3 separate regions of the Mus musculus genome follow, and regions 1 and 3 are each linked to region 2. A link is a contact called in public HiChIP or PLAC-seq and promoter capture Hi-C data. All regions are on one chromosome and are shown on one strand. Each heading gives the region's core, a stretch centred on a gene start, on an enhancer-like site or on the middle of the called end of the contact. The rest is flanking DNA. Distances are from core to core; before and after follow the strand shown.

What was found. Promoter capture Hi-C pulls out the DNA fragments that hold promoters and counts their contacts. HiChIP or PLAC-seq counts read pairs in DNA pulled down with a chosen protein or histone mark.
Region 1: a contact with region 2 is called in an H3K4me3 HiChIP or PLAC-seq map of bone marrow-derived macrophages, with 6 times the contacts expected there. The contact joins the enhancer-like site here to the promoter of Itga4 in region 2. A contact is called at or near these places in 6 of 39 promoter capture datasets (the 3T3-L1 cell line, 3T3-L1-derived adipocytes, cranial neural crest and 2 more) and 1 of 115 datasets of contacts at active chromatin or transcription factors (bone marrow-derived macrophages).
Region 3: a promoter capture Hi-C map of hippocampal neurons shows a contact between it and region 2, with 2.8 times the contacts expected there. The contact joins the enhancer-like site here to the promoter of Itga4 in region 2. A contact is called at or near these places in 6 of 39 promoter capture datasets (embryonic stem cells, hippocampal neurons, liver and 2 more) and 2 of 115 datasets of contacts at active chromatin or transcription factors (the SCID.adh cell line and fetal liver).

What each region holds. Positions count from the first base shown.
Region 1 is chr2:78,291,932-78,296,383 of GRCm38.p6, forward strand. It overlaps Gm14461 (predicted gene 14461), which reads left to right. Exons shown (of 6, transcript NM_177843.4): 4 at 1,394-1,555. Among named protein-coding and RNA genes, the nearest start is that of Gm14461, 57 kb to the left of the region's middle. Within about 2 kb of position 1,285, at least 2 of the 459 cell types and tissues checked have an H3K27ac peak or open chromatin away from gene starts, as enhancers often do. A contact at or near this core is called in bone marrow-derived macrophages, where this site is marked.
Region 2 is chr2:79,253,408-79,257,454 of GRCm38.p6, forward strand. Itga4 (integrin alpha 4) reads left to right here and starts at 2,019. Exons shown (of 28, transcript NM_010576.4): 1 at 2,019-2,449; 2 at 2,771-2,892. The coding sequence starts at 2,253.
Region 3 is chr2:78,653,771-78,657,823 of GRCm38.p6, forward strand. No RefSeq gene overlaps it. Among named protein-coding and RNA genes, the nearest start is that of Gm39865, 95 kb to the right of the region's middle. Within about 2 kb of position 1,796, at least 18 of the 459 cell types and tissues checked have an H3K27ac peak or open chromatin away from gene starts, as enhancers often do. A contact at or near this core is called in hippocampal neurons, where this site is marked.

The sequences.
Region 1 (4,452 bases), core at 35-2,534, 960 kb before region 2:
GTTCTGGCTAGCTTTTCCATCTCTGCCTTCTTGCTTCTAGAGCTCTACCCCTTTTCTGCCCCTGGAAAACGTCCTAGGTTTCCCTCATTCTTACTCTGACTCATGAAAAGATGATGCTGTTCTGTCTCTTTGCTGAAGAGTCTCCCTTTAAAGTATTGTGCTGCCACCAAGACTCCTATCCCTAAGAACCTGTACTCCCCACAAAATTGAATTTATTAACAGCTAAATAATATATACTTATTTCCCAATCCTCTTAGTCAAGCCACCACCATTCTACAGGCTGCACTTGCTGTTAGAGATGCATTTGATTTAAAGAGATGGACTCATGCATCTTTCGCTAATTGACATACTTCAATTAGGGCTATGGCATCCAGCTCCTTCTACGATGTAGCACAGACCACCATTTTCTTCCTTTCTAACCTTAATAGCATTTCATTGTGCCTACATGCACTTTCCTTATCCATTAATTTGTGAATGAACCCTTGTGTGTTTTCTGCATGTTAGCTATCACAAATAACGAACGTTGTTTGTACATGTTTATGTTGTTTGTGTCTGTTATAAATTTGGTGTCTTGAATATGTTCTCTTTTGTTTTGGCTTGCATAATTGGTTTCATGTTATGATTTTTTTTCCTTTGACATTCTACACTTCCTGTTTTGGTACACTAAAATTATTCCAAAAAGTACTCTACTGGAGAGCCTCTTGCCTTATTTCCCCCTCCATTTGTCATTCATATATATATGTATGTACATATACATATATATATATACACACACATATATATATCTTATACTACATAGTTATATGTTATATATCATATATTATATAACACACATATATAACATCATATATAACATCATATATAATATCATATATATGTTTTGCTCTCAGTACACTGAAGTATTTGGAAAGTTTAGTCATCAGCAGATACAGAATGAATCATGACCCTGTCATATATATAAATATGAATCTTTGGATATACCACACCTTATTCCTACAATGTGAAACCTATGTTAGAAATGGCAATAGATTTGCTCCAGAGGCATAGATTTTCTCATATATGTTTATGCAATTTTATATACTGAATCGTAGATAAATAGACTGAGGCTTTTTTTTTTAATGAAAAGATTAGTTTAAGTTTAGGGAAGACTGAAGTGAAGATTTGTTATTTTTTAGAAACTCAGTTGTGTCACGTGATGCTTTTCTGGAAGCTGTCTTGTGAGAGGGTGTTTTGCTGACACAGACCCATGTGAGGGCATATGATGTTTTACTGGAGCAGACACTTGAGAGGGTGCATGATGTTTATAGAGAATATAAACATAACCCCACAGATGGCAAGAGAACACCCTTGCATTGCTTCTCCATACAATCTTTCTCTGGTCTTCACTTTGTAGAGAGAAACACACCAAGGAATTTCTGGTGGTATTCCACTTCCAAGGATCCTCGAGGTTTCTGCTGGATGGAGCCACTGCTGCTGACTTTGGTGTTTGCTATTGGACTGGACTGCTGATATCCTGACAACAAAGATTGGAACTACCCCTAAAAACTACTTCTAAGTAGGTCCACCAACCCCTTTTCCTTTTATCCTTCTTTCTCTGCTACCTTTGGTCAGTGGGCTAGAAGGGAGGTTGAAGGGTTTAAAATAGGCTCTGACAATTCTAAGCTTAGAGAATACTGTTACATTTCTAGCATGTAACTGGTTTCTATATTTAATATTCATGAGTGTTGTGGGAAAGCTATTGTTTATATCAGACATATAAGTTACTGTTGATTGACAGCTTGATTGGATTGAGATTAGTGAATTATACCTCTGAGTGATGGGGACATTTTTTGAGATGACTGAAGTCAATGGTTTAATCCACTTGTGGGTTGCAAGTTTTGATAGGCTGTTGAGGGGAGAGCTGGACCCGGGGAGGTCAGTCTAGTTGTAGGAAGTACATCACTGGATGCATGCCTTCCTAGGGTATGTCTTACCCGTAAACCTTTCCCTTGCCTCCCCACAGCCATGGTTGAGTAGCTCTGTTCTACCACAAACTCTCCACTGGGACGTTTCTCACTAGCGCTCAAGATGAACACGACTGTGTCATTATGGACTGAAGCTGTGAGCCACAGTAAATCCCTTTCCCTTAAGTTGTTTTCCCCAGACATTTTTTTGTGACAGGGATTGCACTGAGTCACACAATCTCAGAATCATCCAATTTTGTTCTTAAGCAAATATCAAGTTGAATTGATTAGGAAGACTGCTCTCTCTTCTTTCTTCTCGAACTCCTTTCGTATTCACCAGCTTTGCTTGACCTTCCTCACCACAAAGCCACTAGGGGAGCTGGGTTATCAGCAGGCAAGAAGCACATCTTACCTAAGGGTGTGAGGCTTTCTTTCTGCACTGACTGGAAATCTCAACTTGACCAGCTGTGTGTATGAACATCTTAATGCAATGTCATTGCTCATATTTCATCCTCATAGATCAAAATGAACATCTTAAAGCTATCCCTTGGGGACCTTGAACTTTTAAAAGCTAAATTTTCGGTGTGCATTTTTAAATAGAAGCATTTGGGTCTATTTTGATTAGGATCATACAGTGGAACAGCAAAAAGGTGAATTAGCAATTCAGAGGCAAAAATACCATAGAGCTGGTGAGATAGTTCTGAGACTATGAGGGTAAGGAGGCCCGATGCCAAGCCTGAAGACTGAATTCCATCCCTAGGACACACATGGTGTAAAGAGAGAACCGACTCCCACATCTCACGTCTGCCATGGCCCACACCTTTCTATCCACCCAAGTAAATAGATGTGCTGTGATATGTGTGAGTACATGTGTGTGTATATGTATGTGTGCACATGCACGTGTGGGTATGCATGTGTGTGTGTGTGATTAAAAACCAGGCTTTGGTGCAATTGTCATCTAAAAAGTTGTGATTTTCTCATTGCTACCTCTTAATTAATGTATGGAAAGCGAGAATTAATCTTTTTTGATTATCTGCATATATCTTTTTGTTTTGAATAAAAGTCAAACACTAATTTTTTTTTATAAAACATTCTGACTTTCATCCAAGTTCTAATTATGTCTGTGCGTGTGTGTCTGTTTCCATGTACAAAGAGACTAGAAGAGGTGGTTAGATCCAGTCTGCTTGGAGCATTGTTGCTGCGAAACAAATCCCTGTCTTCCTGAAGAGCAGAGCTTGCTCTTCTCGCTGAGCCATCTCTCCAGCCCCCGATTTTGAAGTACAGAAAGAAAATGAAATTATACAGAGAATGACAAAAAGCAATACTTTCTAAAACAAAAATAATGTAATTGGAGTGAAATCTCCCTTTGCCACATCAGCCTTTAGTCTAGCTTTGCCTGGCCTTAACTAAAGGGTCCATGTTGTGGCAGAGTTCACTGGTGTTTCATTTTGTTTGTTTGCTAGACTGAGCTTCAGTTTTGCACCCCTCACCTTTGATTAACCAAAGGCCACCCAGCATGGGTGATAAAACCCCTGTGTTACCCATGTTGTGGAATACTTTCAAATGTGAGCTCACAGTTGGTCAGCCTTAAAATTGTAACGGCAGTTTAAATCTCCTTTTTGGCACTCAATCAATTGCTTTCCTCTTTCAGCCACTTCAGAAAGGTCAAATGAAGAATTTCATTCTTTGTGCATATAAATACTCAATCTTACTTATTTGAGGAAGACAGCATTCCAGGGTGGTTATTTAAGAGGAAATCACTATATTAAATTAAGACATGAGTTGATTCATTTGCAAAGAAATGTTTTGAAAGGACTTATCTAAAGCACTTGACTTAAGTAGTTGGTTTTGTATGGAAAATAATGGTATAATTTTAGCACTTTAATTTTCGTCTATGAAATGTCACTATAATAGTTTTCTAACTATATGGGAATTACAAGAATTCTCCTGCATATGATTTCCCTTTCTATAAAATCTTCTGAAAGTGGTCTGGAACATGTTTATGGTTTGTTACTCACATTGCCAACTGAGATTCTTCATTTTTGTCCTGGTGTTAAAAGATGTAATATGGATTAAGAAGGTATTTCCCATGATTAATATTGAAATAATGTTATATAATAATATTACTCTGTATAAAATTTTTTATACAGTGTGAATAACCACAGTCTAAATGTTGAGTAAAATTTACCATTTGTTCATGTACCATTGGCAATGTAATTGGTCGTCTTTAGTGTGTACCGTGTCAGCCTCTGTATTTATCATTGAATTATCTTCACTAGTTCAATTGTCAGGTGAAGCAAGCTGGGTTGCTTTTGACTAAAATTGATTGCTTTGTAATAGCCAACAACAATTCTGCTATTCCTCAGAGGTTCTCCTTATTTCTGGTTCAGTCAAAATATACAAAGAGCTATTGACTAGCGAATAACTCAAGCTCCAAACTTGTAATGGAACAAGAAAGAATTTAGAGAAAAATATTGACAGAAAAGGATGTTAGAAAATTTACACTTCT
Region 2 (4,047 bases), core at 769-3,268:
TGGGTTCTCCATCAGCTCCTGCCTCCAAGTTCCTGCCCAGTTTGAGTTCCTGTTTTGGTTTCCCCTTATGAAGTATGATTCAGGATATCTAAGGCAAATAAATCCTTTCCTCCCCCAGGTTGCTTTTGATCATGGTGCTTTGTCACAGCAATAGGAACCCTAACTAAGACAGTTCCCCAGAGGAAAGGAATTTCAGAGTCATGCCTGGGTTTGCCAATGGGACGTTAGCACAAGGGGTAGACATTGTTTCTATCTCCCCAATGGGAGGGGATTTTTAGCAGCAGGGCTGTTTTCAAGTCCTAAGGGAAGGAAGGAGGGTTGTCTTGGCTTGTTGAATAATACTTCTGGAAAAGTAGCAAATTGTAATCTGAATGATAGAAATGAGGACCTGCCCATTAGCCACTGTACAGCTATCAGTGCCAACCAGAGTTTCACCATCCCTTCCCTGCCTGTGGGGCTCAGGAGGCACGTGCTATTTTATTTTTCAGTCCCTCAACCAGGCTGACCGGCTCCTCCCTCGTGCCTCTTCTCAGAGTGTGTGGAGCCCAACTCAGCGATCCTTGCCTTCCAGCTCTCTTCAAGTGTTCCCAAACAATTAAACTTTATGGAGTAGGGAACTTTTCTTTTCTACTATCAGGCCAAAAATGTTGCTGGGTGCTCCTCCAGGCATCCTGCTGATTTGTTGTGGTGTTTCGAGGACTGGGGGCTGCCCACTGCATGAGATGATCTGACTCAGTGAACAGCGACAGCTGCGGGCCTGTGATTCTGTTGGTGTAACTGGCAGACACGGACTTTCTTTCTTTCTTTCTTTCTTTCTTTCTTTCTTCCTTTCTTCCTTCCTTTCTCTCTCTCTCTCTCTCTCTCTCTCTCTCTCTCTCTCTCTCTCTCTTTCTTCCTTTCTTTCTTTCTCTCCCTCCCTCCCTCTCTCTTTTTCTTTCTTTCTTTCTTTCTTTCTTTCTTTCTTTCTTTCTTTCTTTCTTTCTTTCTTTCTTTCTTTCTTGTCATTTGTCTTTTTTTTGCAACAAAGGTAAGAGGGCCAGCATCTCACCTGCTAACACTCACCAGCACTTGCCTCCTGCTCCAGCGTGAAAAGCAGGGAATGGAATATGGAGTGTAAGACATAAATTAAAAATAAAATAAAATTAAAAAAAAAAAGAAAAGCAGCACACAAGGAGTATGTTCAGCAGAGGCCCATCTCCTGGCTTAGGTGTGCTGTGACTCTGATCTCTGGTGGCTTTTTAGAAGCCTGTTATGACCTTGTCTTAGGCTGTGTCTACACATCTGGTGGTAGGTATGTCCTGGGGTAACTGAGTGTGTACATGGGGACTAGTTATGAAGAAGTGAGCAAGGGGTGGAGTCTGCTAAGTGAGGCAAGTCACAGAATTTCCTTAGCTTGCCTGGGTTTTCTGTGTTAGGCTATTGCCTGGCTTGCTCATGCGTATAGACTCTATTTAAGAGGAAGTGTATAGAGAGGAAGGAAGCCTGCATAAAAGGCTGCAGGCCTGGGAGTTTTGAAGAGACTAGCCATATACTTTTGTCACCAAATGCTCCAATAGGGCTGGGGCGGGAGGGGGGGGGGGCAGCAGTTTTGGCTTCTTGCAAACTGTGTAATTTCTGTATGCTACACAGCACATAAGTGACAGAGGAAGTTCTGGAAGGTTCTCCACAGTCTTAGTTCCCAAATTATTGGCCACTGGGACTGGCCCTGGAGGCCAGTCACTTGGTGAAGTCCCGCAAGGCATCAAGCCTTAGCCAACTTTCAAAAGGGAATCCCCTGATCTGTTTTGTGTTCCCCCAAGGGTTATTTTTGCTGGGCCCCAGAAGCCAGAGCCACTGTGTGTGATGTCTGCCAGGGTGTGAGTCCATGCAACCTAGGTCCCCTAGCGCCCCCTACAGCTGCTGCGGGGCGGGGATGGGGATCGGGTTGGGGAGAGGGAGGCCAGGCTGTGAGCCACTGCACCACACCCAGGACCCCACCCAGATCCTAGGAGCACCCGGCCCCTGGCTCCGGGGCCACAGAAACGGGGCGTGGGCCAGAGCCTGAAGCATCCCTGGCCACTACGATCGCTCCGCCTGTGGCCACCAATTCCCCTCCTCTTCTGGCGTCCCTCTCTCCGCCCCTGTCGCCTGCCAGCACCGGACACGCTGCTGCACTTCATCTCTTGGGGCGCTCTTCTCTTTGGCCAACCGTCGCATCCTGTGCAACTCTGGTCAGTGGCCGTTTTGTGTTGAATGTTCTCCACCAAGAGCGCATGGCTGCGGAAGCGAGGTGCAGACCGAGGTCCCGAGGGATCGCCCTCCGGGAAGCGGTGATGCTGTTGTTGTACTTCGGGGTGCCAACCGGGCACTCCTACAACCTGGACCCGGAGAATGCACTGCTGTACCAGGGCCCCTCCGGCACGCTGTTTGGCTACTCGGTGGTGCTGCACAGCCACGGGTCGAAGCGCTGGTGAGTGCGCCCTCCCCAAGAGGCATGTCACAGCGCCTCCGCCTCTGGGATTCCTTGTATGAATCAAACTTTCCGCCCTCCTGGGAGGTCAGAGAAAGACCTGGCTTCAGCCAGCTGCCTCACTGGAGAGCCTTGGAACTAACTTATCTTGGGATGGCAGCCCCCAGGGTGCTCCTGAGTCCTGGGTCTCCAGTCATGGGAAGAGGAGGTGGGTGCCACTTCCCTTGCTGACCACTGCACAGCTGTCACAAGCCAACACGGGGCAGAGTGGGTGGGCAGACTGGTTCACGTCTGAGCGAACTTGCATGGTTCTTGCTTTAGGCTCATCGTGGGGGCTCCCACTGCCAGCTGGCTCTCTAATGCCTCAGTGGTCAATCCTGGGGCGATTTACAGATGCGGGATCAGAAAGAATCCAAACCAGACCTGCGAACAGCTCCAGCTGGGTGAGTTGGGTCCCCAAAACAAGACATAATGAACTTTCTCCCCTTCGTGGGTCCACTGTTGGGCAAGTCCTGGAAGACACTATGATGCTGGTCTCTTCTGGATTAAAGTACAAGCTTTTCAATTTTAACCCCATGCCAGCTTGCTCCTGAGAGTATTTTCCTCTCCTTTGCTTGCAACTGTATGTGATCTCAGTATCTTCCAAACCTCTTTCAGGGGAAGTCTCATAGGGTGGCTTCTGGCAAGCTACCTTCTACCAGTCCTAGAACTCTTCCATGTGTAAAATCTGTTTCAAAGCCTTAAAACCCCTCTCTGGCTGAGGACCCAACTTCTCAACTTTGTTCTAGCGTGAGCTGCACATCAGGAATAGAAACTTTGATTGAGCCTATATCCCACCATGTAGCCTATATCCCACCATGTAGCTTATATCCCACCATGTAGCTTATATCCCACCATGTAGCCTATATCTCACCATTTAGCCTATATCCCACCATGTAGCCCAGGGATTTTTCTTCCCCTTCCTTTAAAAATGACACTACCTACCATAAAAGAATGGGAAGAAAAAAACAGCATGCCTTTTGTTAAAATCATAAATATAGGAGGTCTGACATATAATTACTAATTTTCCTCCCCTCAAATTCTCCTGTAAAGCAGGTCTGTCTTTCAGCCCTCGTTTCTGTCTTTATTTAGGTTTTCAGCAACTTGAGAAATGTGCGCTGACGGCAGAGGAGACAAGTTTCATGTTTCAAAGTCAAAAGCAAAGTTGCTGCGCACAGACACATGGGGAAAGAAAGGGGAACTAATATTAATTTAGATCTATCTTGCTCTCAGTACTGTTAAGCATGGCTGTGTATATTGCTCAATGTTTTCCCCTCACAGCAGCTCTAGTGTATGCTTGTACTGCTTCTGCTTCCTCAGGGCTCCCACACAGAGAGCTGCAGGTTCCTTCTTCAAAAGTACTTACCTAGACTCAGGGTTATCACTTCAGGTATACATCTTCAGTGAGGATAAAAACTAAATGAAGGGTTTTGGTGTACTGTCTGGAGATATGATCCATTATCGATGATGATGAGCTAAGGGTGAGAATTGCTACTTTTTATATTTATCTGTAAGTGGAAGGTCTACTTGAGAATACCTGACTTTGTCATAAACCTTTT
Region 3 (4,053 bases), core at 546-3,045, 600 kb before region 2:
GTATATTTGCCAGAAACACACTGATCGATTTTGCTTTTCAACCCCTGCGCCCCCGCCTCTTTCTCTTTTACCGGGAGGAACTGTGCCTTGCAATTTTCTCAGCTCAACACTTTGTTCTTTTCCTTTAAACATCTTGATGTCTAAGAAGCTGCAAACACCACAGGGAGGCACACAACAACGTGAAACTCACCCTTTGAAAAGCAGTGTCCCCTAGCATGAGAGACTGGCATTTTACTTCTGTAAGCATCGGGGTTCCCCAGGAAAATGGAAAGGTGAATTCTGAAGCTAATGTTGTCCCCGTGAGCAGGAGATGGATGAGTAAAGACGAATACAGGCTAGCATTCAACAACCTGATGTGCAAACAGCTTCGGAATGCGCACCCTTTGGACCGTCTGACACCTGCTAGAGTGACCAGTGACATTGGGCCTGACAGAGTCAACCTCAGAGACCTTAGATGTACTGCCATCCACAATGGTAGGCTGCTTTTGTCAGGCTTGGCCACATTTCTTTCAGAAAGGGGCTCTTCTTCTCATTCTGTCTCCTGAAATCTTGACGTTTGTAGTGTGCATTTAAACATATCAGTAAATTGACCCTTTTTCTTTAGGAACACTTTGACGATGTTTTGAGAGTTTCTTACACATAACATAATTTAGGTCTACTTTCTGGATTGCTCTGGAAACACAATATACAACTACCCAATGAATTCTGAAATCAATATTCAATATAAAATAATATTATTTTAATTGCATTTCTTCATTTTGTTTCATATAATCCTGAGACTCCCGTGGCTTATGTCTTCTTCGCTGTTTGGTACATCCAGAGTTATATTTATAATGCTCTATTCTTCCAGGTTTTAAAATCTGGAGGTATAAAAAGTAGGATGTAGGAGGCTGTTAGGGGCATTATTTCAGCAGAAAACTGCCTTATAATTAAATCTTAGTACAGACTATCTATGATGTATTTAAAGCTTAAAGCCATAATTGATTGGATTAGAGTCTGACCATTTATAGGATATTTTAAATTCCTGATTATGTTCTGTTAGTAATTGCTTTTGAAATTTATTTCCAGCTATGTGTTCTCTTCTGCTAGTAACATCACTGAAAGTGCTGTGATGTTCCATTTTCACAGATTTGAACACTTTTGACTATTTCCATTTTGATGCCTTTCATCCTCTCTAATTCTTATAAATTCAAATTTTCTAATAAAAACTTAGGCGATGGACAGGACGAACCACAACAGGTTACATTTATCAAACACCTACAGACATTGTGCTAACTATATTCCCATGGCTTACGATATTCCGCTTTCTCAGTAACCCTAAGAGGTGCTCATTAATGAAGCTCATTGGACAGGCTGGTGAAATCCTTTGTGCAGGTTACACAGCTAAGTCCTCGGAAGTCTAAAACTCAGGGTCCTATTGACTACACAGAGATAAGTTGGGAATGTTATCAAATCCTCAATTACTCGTGAACAAATAATTTCAAAGAGTATACTAGGGAATATTAATAAACTAGAAATGAATTACCAGCTGTCACGATCCACACAAAGCTCACAGATTGCACACTGCTACATGTAAATACACGTCAACAACAAACATTTGGATATGCTCCCATGTCAATTAAAACAAAATACAGAAAGGAAAGCCCACCATGAGCCTTTTCCATTTGCAGTCATACAGCACCTGATACCCGTGCTACCTGATACCGGCTAGAGACAGCTTATTCACTTTATTGTTACTATGCTGCAGGAAGTGTTGGTCCAACACTTCTTTCTGCCTCTTAGATGACTGAAAAGATCACATGAGTCAGTTGCCCTTCACTGGCATGCCAGGGGCAGATGGGTATGCACAACAAATGTTTCCTGGGTGTGCTGCCAAATGTTGAGTAATGTGTAAAATGTATTTTGGTTTCAACTAAAGATACATATGGTCACTGCAATGTCTGTCAGATGGAATGTGGAACAAAAAGGGTTCAGTGGGTTTGCTCTGAGCAGATTAGGGCTTGTTATGCAGAAAAAAGAGCAGGTCTGTGTGTTTGCAAACTGGCTTCCGAGTAACACTGGGGCTTGCTGACCTTTGCCCCTTGAGTCTATTAAAAAGCATTTATCTGCAATCAGTTATTCATGCAAAGAGACATATAATGAAGAGTAATAGCTTAGTTTCTGGGATGGCTATGGATTTTTTTTCTATGTGTTCTGTGGTGTTATTTGGCTGTGATCATGTTTAATTATTATCAAAGGAGGCAAGAAACATAAACCCAGAAACATTCAAGGAAAAGAAACAAACCTGACGCCTTTTTGGTTTTGTGTAAGATACTGTCTTTGCCCAGTGTTCTTTTGAATGACTTTCTTATGCTTAGAAAGCCACACCACCCTTCATTGGCCCCCCATCCCGGCTGTCTTGCCCCACTCCAGAATGCAATCTTGAGCAGTCATCCTCTATTTCATGATAGGTTTTATATCTCAGCAATCCAAACACATTTAGTTATATGTAATCACTGCCTACATGATAGCAGTTACCGTCAGAGACCTCAGCCTCTGAGCTCTGCGGGTTTCCTAATCAATTCTAATTTGTCACTTGGACAAAACAGTCAAATCGATTGTGGATGCATTGATTAAAAGAAGCCTAACGTCCAAGCTTAGAATAAAAGATCAATAAATAACTACACACACATATTCTGCCTGGCACCATTTAGGGAAAGGATGATCGATCTTTATGTTTTTATGAGAAAACCTGTCTCTTATCTAAATTATTAAATGCTGAATGATTGGATAATATTTTCTAAATATTAAAAGAGGACACGTGTCATTTTAAACGTCTGAAAGTCAGGATATACATTCCTATTTTTTTTCTTTACTAGAAGATCATATTTTGGCACATTTGTAGAGCTGTCTTTTTCTATCTATCTTCATACAAACTTTCACTTTCATTTTTTAATCAGATACAGAACCTTCCCTGCAAATGTGAACCCCTGTTTGCCAATAGAACATTACTTTTAGCCAAAAGCAGATTATATTTATATGGCTCATCTCCAAATCCTGCTGGTTGCCCTCAGTAAATGTGCTAATTGCTTTTTTTAGCTATCCATTTTCTTATCTTAGCCTTTGTGGCTTCATGCACATTTTACTAGATGTTACACTTTCTTGTGTTTAGGTTTTATTTGCATGACACCAAAGTGTGAGTCAGTTGGCTCGCTGCATTTTGCATACATTGCGCATAATGAATTCTAATGTGGAGATTATCTTTGCATGGAGCAAAACTGAAAACATGTGTTTCTCTGCCAGATCTTCTCTAAAGAAATAAAGCCAGAGAGCCTAAAATTTGGACAGTGTGTAACAAAGTAATGCTTCTACAATCTTATCTTCTGAGTATTGGGGAACTGTTGCGTGTTCCCTTTTATGATAGATTTCAAGTGTTTTATGTTATGTTAGCTTATTATAATTTAATTTGATACGTAAATCCAAGAAAATTCTATTTAATATTTATGTAATAAGACTGTAAGGTGTGAAATTTGTACACATTAATGGTTACCATGTAACCGTGAACTTTTATGTAATAGGTTTCATATGGTACCTGGTGATTCTGACGTAAGTATAGAAAAGAGCCTTCTCTTCTTTTTCTGGTCCCAGGCGTTGTGGGAATCATGGTTGACCGTGCAGACATGGCCAAGTCCAAGGAGCACACCAAACACAACCAGTCACATACAAATGGCACAGAAATGGCATCAAGAAACCCTGGCACTCACCTTTGATCCCTGCACTTGGGAGGCAGAGGCAAGTGGATTTTTGAGATCAAGGCCAGCCTGATCTACAGAGTGAGTTCCAGAACATCCAGGGCTGTACAGAGAAACCCTGGTCTCAAAAAAACAAAAACCAACCAACCAAACATAAAACCTGGTCACAAAGACATGAATCTCTTAAGAGGGTTGACCTTGACCCCAAGTTCCTGAGGAACACATTGTTTTGCCAAGAAGCACAAAAAAGGCCTGAAGAAGATGCAGGCCTACAGGGCAAAGGCAGTGGGTGCACCACAGAGGCCATCAGGACTCTGGTGAA